2 separate regions of the Zea mays genome follow, and region 1 is linked to region 2. Evidence: chromatin contacts called from public Hi-C data. All regions are on one chromosome and are shown on one strand. Each heading gives the region's core, a stretch centred on a gene start, on an enhancer-like site or on the middle of the called end of the contact. The rest is flanking DNA. Distances are from core to core; before and after follow the strand shown. Region 1 holds the start of LOC100280867. Region 2 holds the start of LOC103654223 (pentatricopeptide repeat-containing protein, chloroplastic-like).

Region 1 (7,101 bases), core at 625-3,124, 170 kb after region 2:
CCCGGGATGCACCGCTGGGTCCGGACCTCCGCAGAGGAACACCGGACCCCTGTGAGTACGAGACCGGAGCTCCCGAGGAGACATGCCGGGTCCCCCGGGTGGGTCCCAGCCCTCCCCCCCCCCCCCCCCCCCCCCCGAGAGAGGTCCGGGCCTCAGCAAGGTCCCGGTACGGGGAGGACCCCGACACAGGCAAGGGTCCGGTGCTGACACGTGCCCAGACCTTGCCCTGCGCTCCCCGCTCAGGCGAAAACCCGCCGCGGCCGCGTGGCTTGTGGCCCGTGACATAAGCCAACGGGTCGAGCCTGACGTAAGGCCCATACAGCTGTGCAGTCTTTGCATTTATTGCGGAGAGGACGCGCCGCCTGCCACTACGCTGACGGGTGATGCGCCCTCGCAGCATTTAATGCGTCTTGTCCAATCTGTCGGCAGATGGCGTCAGGGTCACCCAGCAGACGGCGCGCCTGACCAGTCTGTTGGTGAACAGTGCACTCATGTCAAGCGGCGCACAGTATTCATCATCCCTTCTACAAGAAGTTTCCCTTGCACGCCGAGGATACGGAGATCTCGGGCGTCAGGGCACAAGAAGATTGCCCCAGCAACAAACATTTATGGCTTCAAGCGCTATATTCTTTATGTCTCTGGGCCCACATGTCGGGGCTCAGTACCTTTGTGCATGCCGCCCTTCAACTATAAAAGGGGAGTCATGCAACGTTATACACAGGCTCAATCTTTCAGGCTCACTCAGACACTCACAAGTTCATACAAGCTCTCAAGCAATACATCACACATTGGAGTAGGGTGTTACGCTCCGGCGGCCCGAACCACTCTAATTCCTTGTGTGCTCTAGTGTTTCTTCCCAATTTTCCAACTAACAAGCAAAACGCTTAAGCCCCTCCTCATCTTAGGATTTAGGGCGGGTGCACTCCGCCACCCGGCCGGAGATTTGCTCTCCGACAGCTGTCTTTCTAGAACCTGCAGGTAGCTGCTGGATTTCCAAGTGGCCAGGACTGATGATGAACTGCAACTGTATGCATTGAGTGTTAACTCAGCTACGGTAGTAATCATACGCTGATCCATCTGTTAATTCTTTAGTACACAGCACATGCGCCTGCACAACCAAACGCAGAAAAAGAGAAGACCAAACAGCCAAAACTGGAGATCAAAGAGGAAGCACCCACCCCCATGCATGCACGGCCGGGCTAACTAATCTCTACACTACATACCAGTACACCACCACCAGACATGGGAAACTTCTTCGCGGTCGCCGCGCGCGCGCGTAGGAAAGCCGAGTTCGACGAGCCGATCATGCAGGTCGGCCAGCCGGCCGGCCGTGATCGATCACGAGGTGACCTTGGCGCGGGTGCACGGGGAGAGGGTAGAGTAGTGTCCGCCTTCGTGCACGCGGTGCGAGGACGCGGGCGCTGGCGCCGCGTGCGGCGGCGTCTCCCGCTCGACCAGCGCGCGCAGGCGGAGGAACTCGTCGGCGGAGCAGGGCAGGCGCAGCGGGCCCGCGGAGTAGTCGTAGCCGTAGGCGTCGCGCGCGGCCTCCAGCAGGCGGCGGAACAGCGGGTGGTACAGGTGCGCGATGGGGATGACGAACCGCTGGGAGCCGCCGTCGCCCTCCGCCGCCCCGACGCGCACCGCCAGCCACCCTCTCTTCACCTTCCCCTTCTTCTCCTCGGCGTGCAGCATGGCTAGTCCCACGACGACCTGTCCTTGCTGGCTCCGATCTCGCAACCGGCGGAAACAACGATCGACACTCCGGCCGGCCCGGCTTCTTGGATTCCTCGGCTCGCAGTCGCAGGCCGCGCGCGACCGGTGCAGTGCAGGCCCAAGCACAGCGTTCGCACTAGAGCGCCCGGTGTGGTGCGAGGTGTTTCGTGGCACTCGTGGTGGTTAATTTTTATAGGGAGCCGGCCGACCGAGGGACCCGCCGCTAGTTAAGTGCGGTAATGCCTGGCTAGCTAGTGGCCGGGGGTGCGAGTGCACGTACCAGTACGTCCTTTGTGTTGCAACGGAAAGGAAAGCCGGTGTTCCTTGCCCCTCTTTCAGGCCTCATCTCCGGCTGGGTGAGAGAGATCGCACTAAAACCTTCGTTTCATCCGCTGCATCTGAACTGACGGCCGGGCGGGGTCACCACAGTGCCGTGCGGTCGCGTCGGGCTAGCGTGTCGTGCGCGCGAGCCAGTCTTGGTGGTGGTGGTACCGGTGGTGGTGGTGTGGCCGCGACGCCGTGACGGTGAGGACGAAGGAAAGGTAGCCTTATCGATGCCCTGCTACGGTGTGGCATTTGCCATTTGCTCGTCGGACGGACATGGACGGGCGAGGATGGGTGGCTGTGGATGGATGGATCGGAGCCGGAGAGGACATGGCGCGCGCCGTGCAGGCCCGGGGGTCGTCGTCCTCCTGTGGACCGTGGGCCACGCGGGCGGAGAGTGGGGGTTGTGGTGGGATCGAGATCCCGGCGAGTGGGGGAACGCTGGCTGGCTGGCGAGCCGCGTCGTCAGTTGACCTGCTGCGCGCGATCGATGAATGATGGCTGCTGGTGCTTGCCCGCACGATGGCTGGAGATTGCATGTATTATTGCATTGACCTCCCAATCGAATCGAGTGGGCTCGACCGGCATTATAGATGATCATTTGGCATTAATACGATGGGTCAGGTCACATGACACGAAAAAGCACGATCCAGACACGACCGGACCTAGCTAGCATAGTATTAGTGCCTCGCACGACACGACTATTGTGCCGTGTCCGGGCTGGCATTTCGACCCGTAGTGTTGGCATGGGCACGACACGGTTATATTTTTATTTTAAAATTAATAGTTTAAATATATTAAGTATAATAATTCAACATATAACACGATAAAATTATAGCCGTATGGTTAGGTGGGTGTGTTTAAGTCTCTCATGCACGTGGGTGCATGTTCGAGCCCCTTAGCTACATATTTTTGCTAAATTATACAATATACTCAGATGGGTCAGCGTGCTACCGGGCCGGCCCGACACGACTACCAGGCCGACGGGCCGTGCCTGAGCCACTACAGCGGCACGTGAGCCCGTCCGGTACGATCCGATTCACTAGCCGAGCCTCGTGGGTCGTGCCTAAAACGGGTCATGCCCACCACGGGCCGTGCTGGGTCGGGCCGGGCCGACCCGTTTAGTCATATATAGCCGGCATATGATGAAGGTTTCGTTTGGTTTGAAAAGGGACTAAAGATTATTTCTTCTATTTTAGTCTTATTTACTCTTTAAATTATCAAACAGTGTAACTAAAAAACGTACTAAATTTTAGTCTCCTAACTAAACTTTAGTTCCTGAACTAAAGTAACCAAAGCAAACTAAACGGACCCTAATCCTTGGATTTGGTTCCTTTTTTCCGACCGATCAACGAGGTTGGTGTCCGCTAGCTTCTAGTTGTTTCTCGCCAACGAATGTGTGTGTACTGTGTACTCCAACATCACTACATGCATGAATACTTGTATGCTGATGGTTGCTGATCCGCAGATATTTTCGGTCGATGTAGACCGCAACGGTGATGGATGCATTCAATTCCAACCTCCCTCGCCCCCCCCCCCCCCCCCCCCCCCCCGGATAATATATGTCTTTTGGGTTCCTGATTAGCCGGTCTTAGAGATCATCAAGCGAGACGAATAACACGCCACGAATACGTACATATCGATCATTCGCAGTCTTCCACTTTGGATACAACACGTAACTCGCTAGGTTTGAAGAAAAGGTACAGGTGCCTATATATATCTAACGGCTGCCCATCGATCTCACGGACAATGTCAATGTCATCATCATCATGGGAGTACGTATGTAGGTTGTCATCTTGAATGATTGGAGCTTTTTTTTTTTTGGCTCGTTTTCATAGTATATGTATTTTTTTCATGATGAAGCAGGTAAGTATGTTTACTTTTCGGGAACTATGTATGGATAGATATCATGTCAAGGCTAAACCCAAGCTGCCGTACCCTCACAAATTTCGAGGAAATGGACAAAGATGGCGCCCCACGCATCACGATGAATAATCCCGCCCGTTAGGAAATTTATGTGTGCCAAAGGTAACCGACAACTTGATGGAGCTGATCGAGAGGATCATTCCCAAGGAGACCCCACAAAAGAGCATGCAAGATCTACATCTCCTTGAAATTGTGCATCAACGAGATGTTGAGGCTGGTCTTATCGTTAACTAGGACGTGCGTCCACTTAATGATGTTTATGCATGGTGAGGAAGACAACGTGAGGGAGGATCCATGTGTCTACCATGTTACTAGGGCATTCAAAGGAATTATAAAAGATGGAAGCATTAGACCACTTAAGGGGCCCGGCATAGTGCAACATGACTGTGGCATGCACCTACCAATGCAGGAGCTTGAGGACACGTCAAGAATCCAACCCTTAGGTGCTCCCATAGAAAACCATCGTTCGCTCTTAGGTCCTAGAATCCAAGCCATCGTCATCCTCGTCTAGGAATAGATTCCTTGTAGGCTTGGGGTTGTGGTCGTTCTTCTTCTAAGACCATGGGTACTGCTGTCGTTGCAGACGTTCTAAGCGCCGCTGCTCGGGGCATTGCTAGTCAAGGCACAATTGGAAGAGGTGCCGCTAAAAGTGCTCGGTCAAGTCCTTGACCTCCCTACACTCACTCTAAACCCTAAAACCCATGGATATCTAATGCATAGGGCAGTACTTCACGATGCTCTCGAGCATCAGGTCGGGCTGCTTCTCGCCTGACGGGCAGGCTTACTATGGCTTCCCATTGGGGCACTGATTTGGGGGCCCTTAGGGCCTTACCTTTTTTCCTTTTTTGTGCTCGGTTCGGGAGGTCCTGATGCATGGCAGCCTCGACTACATCTCACGGGGAATGTGCCACGTTCTACCCTTTGTCGTACATGCACATTTGTCCACCAAAGAGAACAGCTCTCTAGTGTCTTGAATGTTATGGGTGGCAAGCTTCTCAAGCATTTCCTTATCATGGTCTCTCCTCTTATATACCAAGGGAGGAGAGAGGTTACAAGTTAATCAAACTATAGATCTGGTTAGCTAAGACCTAACAGCCCTGATCTTATCCTGGTCGTGAAGTGTATGTAGAGTCATGCCTTCAACTGTGGCCCAATGTCAGGGATGTCCTTCTCTAGTGGATGTCAAACTTGTCGTAGGGGTAGGTATGTTATGTTATATTAATGGACAATAGTGTCGATGTCTCTCGGTGCAATATATTTGATAATCAATGTAGCAACTTGTAATTGATAATACGTTACAATACATTGGCACGCCCACACATGGTTATTAGGTCGACGCACTTACCAAAAAATGGTCTTGAGTACACTAATGCCTAAGTCGTGGCGATAGTGCGCTTGTCAGACATTGTTGTACATCACATTTAATGTGTCGTACGGAGCTTTATATGATGTGCCAATGTTATGGGCTTGTTAGAAGTAGACTTCATAAAGCTTTATATGATGTGACAGGCGGAAGGGCCTCTAGTCGAGTTGGTTAGGTGGTCTGAGTAGTACTCCTTAGGCTCTGACTTTGAATTCCAGTGGGAGCGAATTTTAGGCTGATGTTAAAAAAGGCTATTCCCTAGTTCCCCTAGTTGTGTGCACATGAGATGGCCTGACCTATGCGGGCGAATCCTCGTGTAGGGGCTGGGAGGGATCAAAGCACAAGTAAAGATCTGGTCTATAGGGGGCGGACCGTCATGTTGCACAAGGGACTAACTTTCGTGTCCTTTCTCGGTCGGGGCTTCGATTGAGTTTCTTCTTAATATAATACCATGGGGGTGGTATTTTCCCTACCGACCGAGCTTTTATATGATATGCCAGTGTTATAGAGTTGTTAGAAGTAGACCTTAGACGTGGCATCCCTCCTTAGAGGGCTACATTTGCGTCGACAAGCTATATTCTTCCCTCTTGCAGGTAGTTTTGTACTTAGCTAATGTAAAAGCCTCCTTGTTCCCACGGAAAGCCCCGAGAGGTTGTCCATTCATTCCCGCGAAAGGCCCTATGAGGCTTGGAGCCTCGCCATTCCTATTAATTGACAAGGGACCTTAAGGAACTGGGGTCAAAAGATGGCCCCAAGCTACTACGTATTTATGTCGTCATGAATACCTCATAAGATGAATAATCCCAAGGAACTAATTATTTATGTCGTCGTTAATGCCTCGAGGCAAAAAGGGCTCTATATAAATAAGTATTTCTATCATCATGAGTGCCCTTAGGCAACTAAGTATTGGTGTCGTCATAAATACCCCCAAGGCACACAGGCAAATAAGTAACATTATCATCATGAGTGTCGACGAGCAAAGAGGTCCCAAATGCTCAGGCCATTCTAGCAAGGAGCGCTCTAGGATCATGAGTGTCCCGAGCACAAAGGCCTTAGAAACAGGCCTTACACCATTCTTGCGAATTGAAGTTCCCTAAGGCCTTATTCGTTTATGTCGGATTGGTGGGTCGGAACGATTCCTAACTGGATTGCTTCTTTAATTTATATAAACTTTGATTAGCTGGAACGATTCCGGATACAATCCAACACAAACGAACAAGGCCTAAGAGGGGAGTCTCACGATATAGAAAGCCAGAGAAGTGACATGAATTAACGGGTGCCTCGAGTCAAGAGGGCACCTAGTGAGAGATGTAGGTGTAGATCTCTCGTTCCCTCAAAGTACCCCCTGATATAGCAATGTGTTCCTCTGCCGTAACTTCTGCCCACTACCGTGTATACATGTACATGTGGGCCGGCCTGGTCCGGCCCGGCACAGGCCCACAAAAGCACGGTCCACAAAGTCACGACCCACAAAATCATATATCTAATTATGGGTTATGTCGTGCCAGCACGTGTGCCCAGTCATCGGCCCATGGCACGGTCTACAATTAGTTATGTGTGTCAAACCGGCCCAAATAGTCCAAAATGCCTTAATGTGCCAGACCAGCTCATATACATACAACAGTAATACATCAACAAAAAGTATATAATATATATGACCAAAATAAAACTAAGATGTTTTGTGCATGCACATTAAAAACCTTTGGTCAGAAAGAAAAATATTACAACTAGCTCAGAAATAATATTCGATTCTATGTTCACTGTTTAATTGAGTA
Region 2 (6,477 bases), core at 1,023-3,522:
ATGCAGATGTGTACCTCGGCAGTGAAGGAGTCCTTAACAAATGTATGTGCTGGCCAGTTTCTTTTTCACTACTCTGTTTCTGCTTCTCATAAGCTTATTATATTCCTTTTTTGCGGTGTAGATTTATGGTGACAGATTTCATAGCTTCATGAGTAACTTTGAGAAAGCTTTTGGTAGTACATTGAGAACCATTCACCTTATCAATGAAACGCCTGTTTTTGAGCAAGATGTGGAGCAATGTTCTTACAAAGATGATGATTCTGTACCTCAAATCAAGTTGGGTGGTGCTGATTCATTACCTGAAATAAAGGTTGGTGGTGCTGATTCACAAAGTCAGATACATGATGTCCAGACTGACATGCCCTCGAGTTCAATGAATAGCCAGATTGTTCTTCATACAGGCATCAATGATCAGTTGGTTCATCTTACTTGTAGCAGGTCTAATCCAGAAATTGGTCAGCACATCCTTAGTGTATTTGAGAGATCGCTGAATGAGCAAGCTCGTTCAAATGAGCTCAAAGAGCTTGAAATAGGACTTACTATGAGAAAATTGCAATTGAGTCGATCTCAGTTAGCTCTGAGCTCTGAATCACAAATGTTAGAGAAGATCAAAGTTCATATGGGATTTCAGAAAGCCTCATTCAAAGAGAAGAAATTCAAGACTGAAATGGAGGATACAAAGCATGCAGAACTTTTCAGGAAACTTATAGATATGCTCCTTACTGCAGTGGTACTCATGTCTGTCTGTTTTGGATATGGAACATATATTTATTCGTACCAGCGGATAACTGCTGCTACTTCAGCTTGTGCAGCAATTTCAAGGGTATGTACCAGATTTTTCCAATGCAAATTAGTTGTTTCCAGTGCCATGAAAAGCTCATATCATGTGCTCCCTTTTGTTGCAGGAGTATACATCTTGGTGGATGCCAAGTTCAGTGTCAGCAATCAACTCCGGTTTGCTGCTTTTCAAATGCCATGTGATAGCCGCAACAAGGATATTCTTTGGAATTTTGATGCTCCTACTAATCGGTTGGTTGATATTCCAGCGTTCTGCAATGACTGGACCAAACATGCCAGTAACATTCAATGTTATGATATTGGGAGTTCTTTGTGGTTATTTTGGAAGCTGCTGTGTTGACACACTGGGCGGGGATGGAAATGTATGGCTTATATACTGGGAGGCCCTTTGCTCCATCCATTTACTTGGAAATATTTGGCCATCTCTTTTACATCACATGCTGTATGGTCCTATTTCTGTGACTCACAGGACCAAGGCTGGTCATTTGCCATATTGGGCCCGCCGATACACATTTTACATTTTGGTGTCACTTATTCTGCCATGCTTGGCTGGTTTGCTGCCATTTGCATCTCTGTCAGACTGGAAAGAGCTTGCTGTTCAATATTTGAAGTCCAGATTCAGTGGAATTAATATTGAGGATTGATTATTGAGAGATTGGTTGTGGTTACCGGTGTAATCTCAATCCCATTTTGCGAAGGTGTAAAGGTTTTTTCTGTTTGTCACATATGAATTGTATATCATTGTAGCGAAGGAGGGAAGATTTTTTTGTTTGGCTTCCTTTCATCCTCGGACTGAAGATATGTAAACAAAGTTGTTGGAATGACAACAAAATATCTCCTTTCCTTGGTAGTGGAATATCAGATGGGCTAGGTTCTGATAGTTGTGCTCCTATGCGCACTGCTACAGATATCAAGAGCAAGGCACTTCATATCGGGAAGCTTAGAAATATAATACAGTGTGCAATTTCATTGCAGATTTTTTGTGACCCTTTTTGTGCAAGGACATTGTCCACAGTGATTGTTATCTGATGATTTCTCTTCCCCTCTCTTCTCAATCATCTAGGTTGCAGTTCTTCTCTTCAGTGGGAATCCACTCTACATTGAAAGTTTTGCTTGCATATAGTCCTTCAGATGCATGTATGTTGTAAAAGGATGCTCAGAAGCGCAATGTATCATTTCTATTTAGTTGTACACATTATTTAGTTCCTGCAGCATCGATTATGTGTATCAGTTCTTCAACAGAACTTGCTTATGTTTGTCCAATGCTTTCGTTCAGAATAAGTGGAGTTAAAAACGAGTGGTCAAATTATTTCTACTGTGGCCTAAATAGTTTTATAGATGCTTAAACCACCCATGTGAAATGGCACGTGCAAGTTTCTGTTGAATTTTGAAGATATTTTGTCGAAATGCAAGTTTGTCGAGGCACGAGAGGATGAGGATGTCATGGAAGCTAGGAGCCTGGAGGCGGCGGGGACCCGGACAGACAGAACTGAAGGAGACAGGCGGCGAAGCGAGCGCATCAGTAAGCACTTTCGTGGAGAGATAAAACTACCCCGGTGTTATGGCTGCGGCCGCTCCTCCGTCTCTCGCCCACCCCGCACCTCCGCGCTCCACGAAAGAATTCCAACGCGCACCGCGCCATGCGCCGCGGGACGTCGTCTCCTGGACGTCTACCATCTCGCGCGCGGCGCGACAGGGTGACCTGCATGCGGCGGCAGCATCTCTCTGCGCTATGGTCTCCTCCCCCGCCGCGCCCGCCCCCAACGACGTCACGCTACTTACCGTTCTCTCCGCCTGCGCCGACTCCCCATCCTCGCCGCTAGCCAGCCCCCTCGCCCTCACCCTCCACGCCCGCGCGCTCAAGCTATTCCCCTCCCACCTCCTCCTCTCCACCTGCCTCGCGCGGTTCTACCTCGCGTCCCGCCTCCCGCATCTGGCGCTCCAGCTGTTCGACTCAATGCCGGTCCGCTCCGTCGTCACCTACAACACCATGATCTCCGGGCTTATGCGCAACGGCCTCGTCGACGCCGCGTTCGAGGTGTTCGACGGGATGCCCGGCCCGGACAAGGTCTCATGGACGGCGCTCATCGACGGGTTCGTCAAGAACGGGCGCCACGACGAGGCCATCGACTGCTTCCGCGCCATGCTGCTGGACGGCGTCGAGACGGACTACATCACGTTGGTCGCCGTCGTGTCTGCGTGCGCGGAGGTAGGCGCGCTCGGGCTCGGGATGTGGGTGCACCGGCTCGTGCTCAGGCAGCGGCTGGAGCGCAATGTCCGCGTCGCCAACTCGCTGATCGACATGTATGCGCGGTGCGGACAGGTGAACCTCGCGGCGCAGGTGTTCCGCTCCATTAGGAAGCGGACGGTGGTCTCTTGGAACTCGATGATCGTCGGGTTCGCAGCCAATGGCCGGTGCACAGACGCGATCGAGCTCTTCGAGGAGATGCGGAGGCAGGGGTTCAAGCCGGACGCGGTGACGCTCACCGGCGTCCTCACGGCTTGCAGCCACGCCGGTCTCACGGAGCACGGCCTGAGGTACTACGACCTCATGACGACAGAGTACGGTGTCGCCGCGCGGATGGAGCACTACGGGTGCGTGGTCGACCTGCTCGGCCGGGCCGGGCGCCTGGACGAGGCGATGCACGTGGTGGAGACGATGCCGATGCGGCCCAACGAAGTGGTGCTCGGGGCACTCCTCGCAGGCTGCCGGACGCACGGGAACCTGGACATGGCCGAGCAGATGATGCAGCACCTCTTCGAGCTGGATCCCCAGGGCGACGCCAACTACGTGCTGCTTTCCAACATCTACGCAGCCGTCGGGAAGTGGGACGGCGCGGGGAAGGTCCGAAGCCTGATGAAAGCGCGCGGGGTGAAGAAACGGCCGGGGCACAGCACCGTGGAGATCGACGGCGACGTGCACGAGTTCGTGTCGGGAGATCAGTCCCATCCGCTGGCCGGGGAGATCGGACAGATGCTTGGGCTGCTCTGGCACGAGATGACGAGGTATGGTTGTGATGTGCATGGAGGCAGCAGCTTTGATGGGGATTGAGTTGCTGATACTGCGTTAACGTAGAAGATGCCATGCCTGCAGGCTGCAATCTGGGTTCAGCGTTTTGCCTTTGCCTATGGATTTAGGAATGGTGATGGAATAAGTCTTGAGCATCTAGATGACAGCCTGCTTTTGACTGTCCTCTGTAGTCCTTTAGCATTTAGAGGACAGCTTGACTGTCCTCTGTAGTCTCTTTAGCATCTAGAGGACATCAGTCATTTTTTGACTGTCCTCTGTAGTCGCTTTAGCATCTAGAGGACAATCCTGTTGTGTAGTGTGTGTGAGAAGGTGTGGTAGTGCAGCCCCTAGGGCTATAAATATGTGTTCCCAACCCCTCTAAGGGTATGACATTGTGTAGTGTTTGAGGAAATAAACAGAAAATTGCCCCAACTCATAGTGTCATCCTCTTGATGAGAGTTAGAGTCCCTCTACTTACAATTGGTATCAGAGCCAAACTATCCTGCAGTCTAAACATCTCGTGCTCATCTCATTCCCGCGCCTCTCCCCACACTCAGTCGGCAGCAAGAGCTCCAACTGTTCCTTCCTCCCTTGCTCAGACGAGCAGCCTTTCGTCTGAGACAGCCTCTTCCACACGCAGCGACCCCTCACTAGCCCACCATGTCCCTACGCTCGGCCACTTCGAATGCGCGGCGCCAGCAGGAGGCCGAGGTCGCCGCGACACAAGAACGCGAGCGAGCAGCAGCAGCGGCTGCAGCGACACCGGCGAGGGCAGCACAGTTGGCGGCGGCGGAACTGGCAGCGGCAAGAGCGGAAGTAGAAGCAGCGGAGGCGGCGGATGCTGCACGTGCGGTGGCAACAGAGCTCGAGGTTCTGCGCGGCAGTAGAGCTGGCAGCTCTGCTTCTGTCGACGACAACACCGACGAAGAGCTCAGGCTGGCGAGGGAAGCAGCGCGAGAGCAGGCGGCACAGTGGGCAGCCGCGCATCCCCGTGGGGGCGCGCGTGGTGGCAGCCCGGATAGGCGTCGACGCGCTGATGGCGCTCCAGGCGGGGGCGCACGCGGCGGTAGCCCAGACGGGCGTAGACGCGCCGGCGGTGCTCCCGGCGGCTGCGACCGAGTCGATGGAGATCGCGGCCTCTACAGGCGGCGCGGTTCTCCCTCCCCAGATCGGTACCATGGTCGCCGCATGGCCCAGGCCATTGTCAGGGACATCGGTCCCGGCGGTGGGTGGCCTACCCTCACCAAGACCAACTACGTCGAGTGGGCCGCGGTGATGAGGGTACGGCTCCAGGTTCGCCACATGTGGGAAGCAGTTCGTTACGACGACGTCGACTACCACGAGGATCGGCGGGCGCTGGATGCCCTCATTGCTGCAGTCCCGCCCGAGATGCAGTTTTTGCTTTCCCAGAAGCGGACTGCCAAGGAGGCCTGAGACGCCATCGCTGCGACCCGCATCGGCAGCGATCATGCCCGCAAGACCACACTGCAGGCACTTCGCAAGGAGTGGGAGAACCTGACCTTCAAGCCAGGTGAGGATGTTGATGACTTTGCTCTCCGCCTCAACACTCTGTTGCAGAAGATGGTGCAGTTCGGCGATGACACCTACGATGAGGAGAGAGCTGTTGAGAAGCTCTTCCGTTGCATCCCCGAGAAGTACAGGCAGATTGCTCGCTCGATCGAGTCTCTGCTAGACCTCTCCACGATGATGATCGAAGAGGCGATTGGTCGCCTCAAGGTGGTCGACGGCGACGAACCACAGGCTCTCTCTGGGCCTATCACTATCGGCGGGAAGCTACATCTCACTCGGGAGCAGTGGGAGGCCTGCCAGGGTGACAAGAAGAAGGGGAAGTCCTCCTCGACATGAGGCCGCAAACGCGGCAAGCCGCGCAAGGCGCGTGGAGGCGCCCAGGCCGGGGCGCGAGGACATGCTGAGGGTGGTGCACGTGGAGGTGCCCAAGGCGGCGCTGTCGGCAACAAGAAGCCGGCACGAGACGACGACTGCCACAACTGCGGCAAGCTTGGCCACTGGGCCAGGGATTGTCGGCAGCCACGACGTGGTCAGGCCAACGTCGCACAGGCGGAGGCGGAGGAGGAGGCCCTGCTCCTGGCACATGCAAGCATCGAGCCATCTCCAGCGGCACCGGCCGCAGTGGCACTCCTCCACCTTGATGAGTCGAAAGCACGCGCTTTCCTCGGCGACGGCTCCAACAAGGACATGATCGAAGGATGGTGCCTCGACACCGACGCCACTCATCACATGACCGGCCGACGGGAGTTCTTCACCGAGCTTGACTCTAGCGTCCGAGGCTCCGTCAAGTTTGGGGATGCCTCCGGCGTAGAGATCAAGGGCGCCGGCTCAGTCGTCTTCACCACCGCGTCTGGTGAGCACAGGCTGCTCACCGGAGTCTACTACATCCCCGCGTTGAGGAACTCTATCATCAGCTTGGGACAGCTGGATGAGAACGGTTCGCGCGTGGAGGTCGAGCATGGAGTCATGAGGATCTGGGATCCCTCTCGTCGCCTTCTTGCCAAGGTACGCAGGAGTCCAAATCGGTTATACATCCTCAATGTGAAGGTGGCACAACCTTGCTGCCTTGCTGCTCGTCGAGACGACGGGGCGTGGCAGTGGCACGAGCGCTTCGGGCACCTTAACTTCGAGGCCCTGAA

The links. A called contact is a pair of places that touch in the nucleus more often than the background predicts.
Region 1: a contact with region 2 is called in a Hi-C map of ear, with 2.4 times the contacts expected there. The contact joins the promoter of LOC100280867 here to the promoter of LOC103654223 in region 2. A contact is called at or near these places in 3 of 25 Hi-C or Micro-C datasets (ear, leaf and tassel).

What each region holds. Positions count from the first base shown.
Region 1 is chr4:183,220,522-183,227,622 of Zm-B73-REFERENCE-NAM-5.0, forward strand. LOC100280867 reads right to left here and starts at 1,875. Exons shown (of 1, transcript NM_001153787.1): 1 at 1,055-1,875. The coding sequence starts at 1,692. The coding sequence ends at 1,339.
Region 2 is chr4:183,050,796-183,057,272 of Zm-B73-REFERENCE-NAM-5.0, forward strand. It overlaps LOC103654223 (pentatricopeptide repeat-containing protein, chloroplastic-like), which reads left to right and starts at 2,273. Exons shown (of 2, transcript XM_008681053.4): 1 at 2,273-3,007; 2 at 3,122-4,250. The coding sequence starts at 2,360. The coding sequence ends at 3,850. LOC100502198 reads left to right here. Exons shown (of 5, transcript NM_001363232.1): 3 at 7-42; 4 at 122-823; 5 at 906-1,767. The coding sequence ends at 1,442.